3 separate regions of the Mus musculus genome follow, and regions 1 and 3 are each linked to region 2. A link is a contact called in public ChIA-PET data. All regions are on one chromosome and are shown on one strand. Each heading gives the region's core, a stretch centred on a gene start, on an enhancer-like site or on the middle of the called end of the contact. The rest is flanking DNA. Distances are from core to core; before and after follow the strand shown. Region 1 has its middle 41 kb from the start of Gm39667. Region 2 holds the start of Fam124b (family with sequence similarity 124, member B). Region 3 has its middle 19 kb from the start of Gm38673.

The links. ChIA-PET counts read pairs in DNA pulled down with a chosen protein or histone mark.
Region 1: a contact with region 2 is called in an RNA polymerase II ChIA-PET map of memory CD8 T cells, with 453 read pairs. The contact joins the enhancer-like site here to the promoter of Fam124b in region 2. A contact is called at or near these places in 12 of 39 promoter capture datasets (the 3T3-L1 cell line, 3T3-L1-derived adipocytes, the C10 cell line and 8 more), 1 of 115 datasets of contacts at active chromatin or transcription factors (memory CD8 T cells) and 3 of 9 other capture datasets (adipose tissue, liver and pancreatic islet).
Region 3: an RNA polymerase II ChIA-PET map of memory CD8 T cells shows a contact between it and region 2, with 1,327 read pairs. The contact joins the enhancer-like site here to the promoter of Fam124b in region 2. A contact is called at or near these places in 15 of 39 promoter capture datasets (the 3T3-L1 cell line, the C10 cell line, the HPC-7 cell line and 8 more), 8 of 484 Hi-C or Micro-C datasets (CD8 T cells, the N1E-115 cell line, bone marrow-derived macrophages and 5 more), 6 of 115 datasets of contacts at active chromatin or transcription factors (CD8 T cells, T-cell acute lymphoblastic leukemia, embryonic stem cells and 3 more) and 3 of 9 other capture datasets (adipose tissue, liver and pancreatic islet).

The regions. Positions count from the first base shown.
Region 1 is chr1:80,380,193-80,382,892 of GRCm38.p6, forward strand. No RefSeq gene overlaps it. Among named protein-coding and RNA genes, the nearest start is that of Gm39667, 41 kb to the left of the region's middle. Within about 2 kb of position 1,324, at least 27 of the 459 cell types and tissues checked have an H3K27ac peak or open chromatin away from gene starts, as enhancers often do. A contact at or near this core is called in memory CD8 T cells and pre-B cells, where this site is marked.
Region 2 is chr1:80,212,564-80,215,263 of GRCm38.p6, forward strand. Fam124b (family with sequence similarity 124, member B) reads right to left here and starts at 1,381. Exons shown (of 2, transcript NM_173425.3): 1 at 370-1,381. The coding sequence starts at 1,101. The region is part of intron 1 of 2310015K22Rik (a long non-coding RNA gene); the gene reads left to right. All of the region lies in intron 2 of LOC108167342 (a long non-coding RNA gene), which reads right to left.
Region 3 is chr1:80,407,347-80,410,046 of GRCm38.p6, forward strand. No RefSeq gene overlaps it. Among named protein-coding and RNA genes, the nearest start is that of Gm38673, 19 kb to the right of the region's middle. Within about 2 kb of position 1,380, at least 32 of the 459 cell types and tissues checked have an H3K27ac peak or open chromatin away from gene starts, as enhancers often do. A contact at or near this core is called in CD8 T cells, the N1E-115 cell line, T-cell acute lymphoblastic leukemia and 4 more, where this site is marked.

The DNA of each region.
Region 1 (2,700 bases), core at 74-2,573, 170 kb after region 2:
CTCTGGGGTTTTCTGAAGTTATATGTTTCTGTTTCTAGTATGTATTAGTGTTCATATCCATAGGACATTTACATGTTATACACACACACACACACACACACACACACACACCCCTAAACAGATATAAGAAATTGGCTCATGTGGTTAACGAAGCTGACAAGTTCTGGGGTCTGCTGGGAAAGTCGGCACACTGGAGACCGGGTAGAGCTGATACAGTCTTTATGCTGAGAACAGTAGACTAGAAACCCAAGTGAGTCAATGTTTTGGATGTCGATGCTCCAGTTAAGAGTCTATGGAGGAAGAATTCTTTCTTACCCCAAGGAGGGTCAGTCAGCCATTTGCTGGGGTTGCAATGCTTTTATTTGTACACACAACAGACTAAACTTTTTTGTTTTCTAAGAAAATAGAGATCTTACTAATGTAAGTAACTGCATAAACAAAAATATTCAGCTTTCTTAAGAAAAAAAAAACTTAGTCATCTGCTGTTTGCATGCAATGTCCTAATTACAAATTATTTTTAAAATCTCATTATAAAATGGAAAAAAAAGGAGCATTTTTCTAAAAGCATTATGTTATTTAGGCTGAGTCCCTTATGGTCACCAAAAGCTGAAAAAGGAAAAAGCTAGTTAAACAGTAGAAATGACTTAACAAATCTCTGGCTTCTAAAGGATGTTCTCTGAACTGCCCGTGGGCGTCCACTGTGTTCGGATCAAGCTTTCTAAACTTTCATGGAATGGAAGCAGGGCTTATTTAGGGGGAGCACACCATTTTGCAAAAGTGAATTGCGGTAGTGACAGAGTTTTTATTTGCAAGCGACTTCTTTCTTCCCTTGTAAAAAGATCTCATCTTTGATGTGTCTTTAAGAAAGTCAGAAAACACAGATGAACCTGAGAAAGCTAATACTGTCCACCACATCTAGGAGACACCTGACAGTCTTTCGATGATTTATCTTAAGAGGATCCTTGGTCCTGTGAAGGCTCTGTGCCCCAGCAGAGGAGAATGCCAGGGCCAGAAAGCAGGAAGGAGTCGGTGGGTTGGGGAACAGGGGGAGGGAGGAGGGGATAGGGGATTTTCGGAGGGGAAACTAGGAAAGGGGATAACATTTGAAATGTAAATAAAGAAAATATCTAATAAAAAGAAAAAAGAAGCTGGGCATGGTCGCGTATGCCTTTAATCCCAGCACTCAGGAGGTAGAGGCAGGCAGATTTCTGGGTAAAAAAAAAAAAAAAAAAAAAAAAAACGCAGGAAAAAAAAGTGTGAAAAAGTGTGGTTTTTCTTTTCCGTTGATTCTGCACAGGAAGCTCTGGTTCTCACACTTGCAAACAGTCATTTCCCTAACTGAGCTATGTCCAGCCCCCTGCTGTCTTTTAAATACCAGTTGTTAAGGAGCTGAATAGGGCAACCCTTAAGCACTAAAAAGAGAGATTTCTTTGTTTATGAAAAACAAATGAACAAAAACAATTATTATATTCTCAGGAAAATATCTCTAAACTGGAAACAAGTGACTCACAAATGATGACAAGAGTTAAATGTTTACATGTTATATTTGCGTTTTATAGCTAAAACTCTCTTTATGATGCACATGCCTATGGGTATGTTTTGAAGGTGTTGTAGCTAGTGTTGCCATCTCTGTTCAGAACCTTTTTGGCACCCTGTAGCAATTAGCAGCAATTTCATGGGTTCCTTCCCAGGTCCTGATAACTACCAATTGAATGTCTTTCTCTGGATACTGACCTATTCCTGCAGTTTATATAAGTGGTAGTACACAACCATGGCTTTTCTGCTCCAGCATGTCTCTCTTTAAAAAAAAAAATCTAATTTTTTTATTAGGTATTTTCTTCATTTACAAATGCTATCCCAAAAGTCCCCCATACGCCCCCCCCCCACTCCTCTACCCACCCACTCCCACTTCTTGGCCCTGGCGTTCCCCTGTACTGGGGCATATAAAGTTTGCTAGACCAAGGGGCCTCTCTTTCCAAAGATGGCCGACTAGGCAATCTTCTGCTACATATGCAGCTAGAGACACAAGCTCCGGGGGTACTGGTTAGTTCATATTGTTGTTCCTCCTATAGGGCTGCAGACCCCTTTAGCTCCTTGGGTACTTTCTCTAGCTCCTCCATTGGGGGCCCTGTGTTCCATCCAATAGCTGACTGTGAGCATCCAATTCTGTGTTTGCTAGGTCCCGGCATAGCCTCACAAGAGACAGCTATATCTGGGTCCTTTCAGCAAAATCTTGCTGGCGTATGCTATGGTGTCAGCGTTTGGAGGCTGATTATGGGATGGATCCCCAGGTGTGGCAGTCTCTAGATGGTCCATCCTTTCGTCTCAGCTCCAGCATGTCTCTTAGGGTAATGTTCTCATTTCATTTAGCCTGGCACACACCTTTAATCCCAGCACTCAGGAGGCAAAGGCAGGCAGATTTCTGAGTTCAAGGCCAGCCTGGTCTACAGAGTAAGCTCCAGGACAGCCAGGGCTATACAGAGAAATCCTGTCTTGGGGGGGGGGGGGGAGGGAAAGAAAAAGAAAAAAAAAAAATCAAGTTTCATCTATGTAGCAACAAATCAGCTCTCCCTTCCTTTTTATGTTTAGATAATATTCTGAAGTGTTACATTTTACTCATACATTCAGCAGTCGATTCTTTCTACTCTCCAGATGTTACAAATAATACAGCCAAAACAGTTTACAAGGTTTCTTTGTTCA
Region 2 (2,700 bases), core at 131-2,630:
GGGTAGGGGGTGACTCCCAGAGATTTGACTCGGTCTTGACAAACTTGCCTGGCTGTCCTGCAGGAGAAGCTGGGGCTGAGACAATGGATGGATTATGGTTGGGACCACACCCTGACCAGGACTGCTTAGGCATATTTCTTGCCCTCTATTTAAACTTAAACTTCATGGGGGAGGGGAGTGGCGACAGGAGGGTGATTTCACTTGTTCAATGTAGCCACTTTGAATTCTTTCTCTGTCTTCCTCTACTATTCGTCATTTTAATTGGCCTGCTGTAGATGGACGGCCAAGTCTAGCTTGTTTGAGCTCCCAGGATCCTGGATCTGACCCTACTAAACCTGGTACACCCCAGAAATGAACGAAATGAAATACCTGCAGCAGAATCTTATTGCCATCATAGTCCTGAGTCTGCCACCTCGCGCTGCTGATGGGAACACACGGATTGGGTAGAAGAGGCACCAGCTGCCCAATCTCTTGAACCCTGAACTGCAGCACAGAAGACTCCTTGGGGTCTACTGACATTCCCAGGGGCAGCTGCTTCAGAGAGAGCTGCAGGCTGAAGCCCTCGGTGGCATAGAGGACAAAGAAACAGAAGTCGCTCTTTTGCACAGTGGCGTCTCTCTGTAGAAGCATCTCATAGAGTCTGATGGCATCTTCATAGTTATCAAAACTGCAGTACAGAGTCACCCTGAGGATATCAGTGCCACAATTCACTGGCCTCATGCCCCACACTGGCATCTGGTTGTGCAGACTGTAGAATTCCTGATTGGCAGGGAGATAAGAACAAGACCTCCCCTGTGCATGCTGGGTAGGGAAACCCTGCCAGGGTGAACGCCGTAGGAAGTCCAAGACTCGAAACAACCGTTCTTGTCCCAGGCTTTCCTGAAGGAAGAGCAAAACAGACATTCCTGGGAAGCGGGCCCTCCGCGGGTGGTACTTTTCATGGTAGTTCACTGGCCTGGCACGTTCAGACACCAGGAAGAGACGCACCTCTGGGCAGATACATTCTAGTAGTTGGTCCAGAGCCTGCTGCAGAAGCAAACCGTTCCCAGTGTCGGCAAGAAGATGCACAGTCAAGGCTAGAGGTTCCTGTATCTCATCCATGGCAGGCTATGTGAAGATTATGATGAAGGCCACCCGACAGGGCCCACAGCTCAGCCTTTTAGGAAGAACCAAGGCCTCACGCAGAGCCCTCAGCCTCTATAAAATCTTTAGCAACTTCTGAACCAAGTTCTTCACCAGATCACACATGCTCCTGGCTTCCTCCAGTGCTCCAGCGGGGAATGTCACTCAAGTGTGGAGTCGGCTACACACAACAGAGTCGCTCTATGTCATCCGGTCTGAGCAGATGTAACTATTTGCTTGGCTTTCTCGGGCATTCCCCAGGGTTTTGGTTTGACCTAAAAACCTATAATGCTGAGACCCACGCCCAGTGGGTGGTTCTTACATTCAACTCAATAGAGGAAATGATCGGCCGAAAGGAACAGGAGGCGGCTCTGTTGTGCTGATAGCAATCTGTGGCTCTGTTACACTGACTAGACATCCATTTGGTGGACCACAATGGGCTCTGACTTCCTACTTAAATATCCTGATGTTTACAGTGGCCTGCCAGGCCACCTGAATAGAATGTGTTCTTTAAAACAACTCCCCAGTCTTATCTGCATGCCAGCTACTTGCTTCTGATAATTTTATACTAAGTCACAAAGAAGAGATATTTTGTCTAAATAGTGTTGGCCTCACTGAAAAAAATGCCTGGTTGAATTTAGAGTAAACTGCCATTAAACATCCTATGAATTGATTTAATTAGCCAACAAGCCTACAAAGAAGAGGGTAATTATTCCCCAGTTGCTGACAAGAAACTGAGGCATAGAAAGAAAAAAAAAAAAATTAAGTAACTTTGCCAAACTCACACAGTGAAGTGGCTGAGGTCTTTGAACCCAAGATATCCAATGCTACCTCTCTGGAGCTGAGAAGGCCAGCCACGATTTCTTTTCTCTTATGATGAGGAAAAGCTGCCATGTCAACTTCCTGTTGACACACTCACCTGTGGATACAGGCTGTAGAACCTTAAATAGAAGGATACCCCACCGTTGATGTAATCACCTAATCTGTTCCTAAATTCTTTAATAGTCAAGCCTAGTTGCAAATACCTATAATCCCAGGATTCAGGAGGCTGAGACAGGGGGATCATTGTGAGTTCAAGGCTGGTTGGGCCCTGTAGAAGGCACTCTAGGCTATATATCAAATCTCTATTGCCACAAACAACAAAGAAAAAAATGCTATTCTGATAGTTGTGCTGTTGCTGGGCCCGGATATGCATCGATTTCTAAATGTGAGTTTGATTTAAAAGAAGCTATGAATGCTACAGAATATGTTGTGACTTTCTAATTAGTTCAAAACCAACTTCCTCTAACTTTAATACACATGAGAAAGTTATGATCTCGTGCTTTGATAATGGGCTGAGTACTCTAATTCTAAAGAGAGACGTCTTTGCCCCTCCATAGCTAAGAATGGAGCAGGGGAGGCAGTCCCAGGAAAGGAGCAGTAAGGAGTCTTCCAGCTGAGTCTGCAAATCTGCTGGCTACATCCATAGGTCTCTATACATTGTAAAACTCTCACAGGCACATGGGAGAAAAAAATAGACCCTTTCTTTCCTTGACTTGACCAAAGCATCCAGTCATCCACTTCTCTTTTCTAATTTCT
Region 3 (2,700 bases), core at 130-2,629, 190 kb after region 2:
TAAAATGTATAAGATGTGGACATTTAAGGAGGTTTTACAGATGGATGAAGAAGCAGTGGGCAAGAAAACAGACTGGGTAGGGAAGGGTAGCTTCCGTTCTACTTAAACCTACAGCAGTGTAATGCAGGGCCAGTTAATATCTCTGAGCACCAAAGTCATCATTTGTAAAATGAGTGGACACATTGCTTAGTCGTTGTCTGGAACTCGCACATACCAAAGATACACCTACATTAAATGATACCAGGAGAGGCACCGGGTGGTTCCTGGCACATGGGAAGGGCTCAGGGGATGTGAGTCCTTGTAATATTTGCAGAGGCTAGTGGTGGAATTCTAGACTGGGCATGGATCTGCAACTAAATCTCAGATAAGCATCTTAAAACTTGGAGGTTCAATTCTGTTTTTATCAAGGAGAATTAAGTTCCTTGGAAAATGATTTGGGGGAGTTTAATTCCTTTTTTTAAAAAAAATTATTATTTTCTTTATTTACATTTCAAACGTTATCCCTTTTCCTAGTTTCCCCTCCGAAAATTCCCCATCCTCTTCCCCTTCCCCTGCTCCCCAACCCACCCACTTCCACTCCTGCCCCTGGCATTCCCCTATATTGGGGCATAGAGCCTTCACAGGACCAAGGGCCTCTCCTCCCATTGATGACCGACTAGGCCATCCTCTGCTACACATGCAGCTAGAGTACCATGTGTTTTCTTTGGTTGATGGTTTAGTCCCAGGGAGCTCTGGGGGTACTGGTTAGTTCATATTGTTGGTTCTCCTATGGGGCTGCAAACCCCTTCAGCTCCTTGGGTACTTTCTCTAGGTCCTTCATTAGGGACCCAGTGCTCTGTCCAATGGATGACTGTGAGCATCCACTTCTGTATTTGTCAGGCACTGGCAGAGCCTCTCAGCAGTTATATACTATATATATATATATATATATATAGTGCATTGTCACAGTACATGGCTAGCCAGCATTTCTTAGTTGACATATTGGTTACTAGTAACGATTTATTTATTTATTTTGTGCAGTAAAATCTATGTGTAAGAAAACAAAACCAAGTAAAAGCGAGGAAGATGGGACACATACTGAATTTCTATGTCCACATGGAATATTAAGAAATAAAGTAGCATGCGAAAGATGGCCTGGTTCAGTACACAGGTGGATGGTACTTCACTGGATCACTACATCAATGAAGGGAGAGGATGGTTTGAGAAGTGAAAAACGAGTTCTTGATGTGCCACAGGGAGCTTGGAAGCCTTAGTGACTTTTCCTGTTTTGTGGTCCTCACAGGGGATCTTGCCTAGTTTGAAACTGAGTGAGCCCTCCAGCCCCTGCCTCTGGAGCCAGAGCCTATGAAAATTAGGAAGGATCGCCCTCTAGAGGTCACATTAACAGCATCATTGTGAACCCAGGAGGATGTGGGCAAGATGCCAATCTCCTTCATGAGGACCTTGCAACTGAAAGCAACTTGCTAATTTGAGAGGCCACGAATTCAAGGTTTGCAAAGGGTGGAAGGCTTTACCACGTGGGGCTAATTAGCACAATTTAGGTAATTAGACAATCCAGTTTGCCTCCCTTCTGAGGCTTTCTCATCACACTAATTGAATAAAGCAGTGGATCTTTAATGACAAATCCCTTTCATAAGCAGGAAATTAAAAATCACTAAACAAAAGAAACAACAGTTAATTAGCAAGAGGTGGCACATTTCTTCGACTCTGTCATGGCGACAAGAGTAACTATTTAAACATCATCTTTATAATTCGGTTCATTTGTCAAGACTAGAATGTATGGAAATATCAGGGCCACTAAATTTTGCTTAGATTTCTACCTTATACTATTTGTCCAGGAATGTGCTACAATTAATAAACTATATGACTAAAGGTGTGAAAGATAAGTCTAGAGGGATTTAGACAGAGACCTGTATCTTTTTGAAGATTTAATAAACATTTGCGAAGAAGGCCTAACTAAGCAGGGTAAACACAACATCCAAATCTAAACAAAATGTCTTCGCTCAAAATAGCTCTCATTATGAAACACACATACACATCAAAGATACATATCCACTTTGACCAGACAGATTCTAGTGTATTCATGTTAGCATTTATGGCACAAGCTACAGACACTCGCTTTTAGAGTCATATGATTTACGTCCATAATAGCAAGCTTCTGGTGATGCTGTTCTGTCGTCTCTAAGGCTAAACAAAGCCCTAACAACTTAGAAATGGGTACATGGTAGGACTCTGTAGGCAATAACACTCAGTTCTCTGTTACTATTAGCATGTGGGAAAACTGCATTCAAAAGGAGAAAAAAAAAAACCCCACATTTGTTTTAAGATGCCATACTTCTGAATGGTTTTTTTTTTTTTTTTTTTTTTTTTTTTTTTTTGGTAAGTCGTTCAAAGTGAGCTGAAGATGAATTGCTGATTGAGCCCTGGCTGCAATTCTTCCCAGACCATAAATTCTCCCAGTCAGGCACAAAATCAGTAAACAAGACTTATAGCATCGGGGAAGTGCAAAGCAGAGAGCTTCAAGGCAGGATGTGGAATTGACTTGTAAGATGAAGCCCTTAGATACAGACCTACACGACCAGAAAAAAAAAAAAAAAGTCTTTTTTTGACAAAGCACAGAAACATTGGGCTACTGATTTAACCTGAACAAGATGTATGGAAAAGTCTTATCGAGGATCCTGGCCAGAGATTATTCTTTTG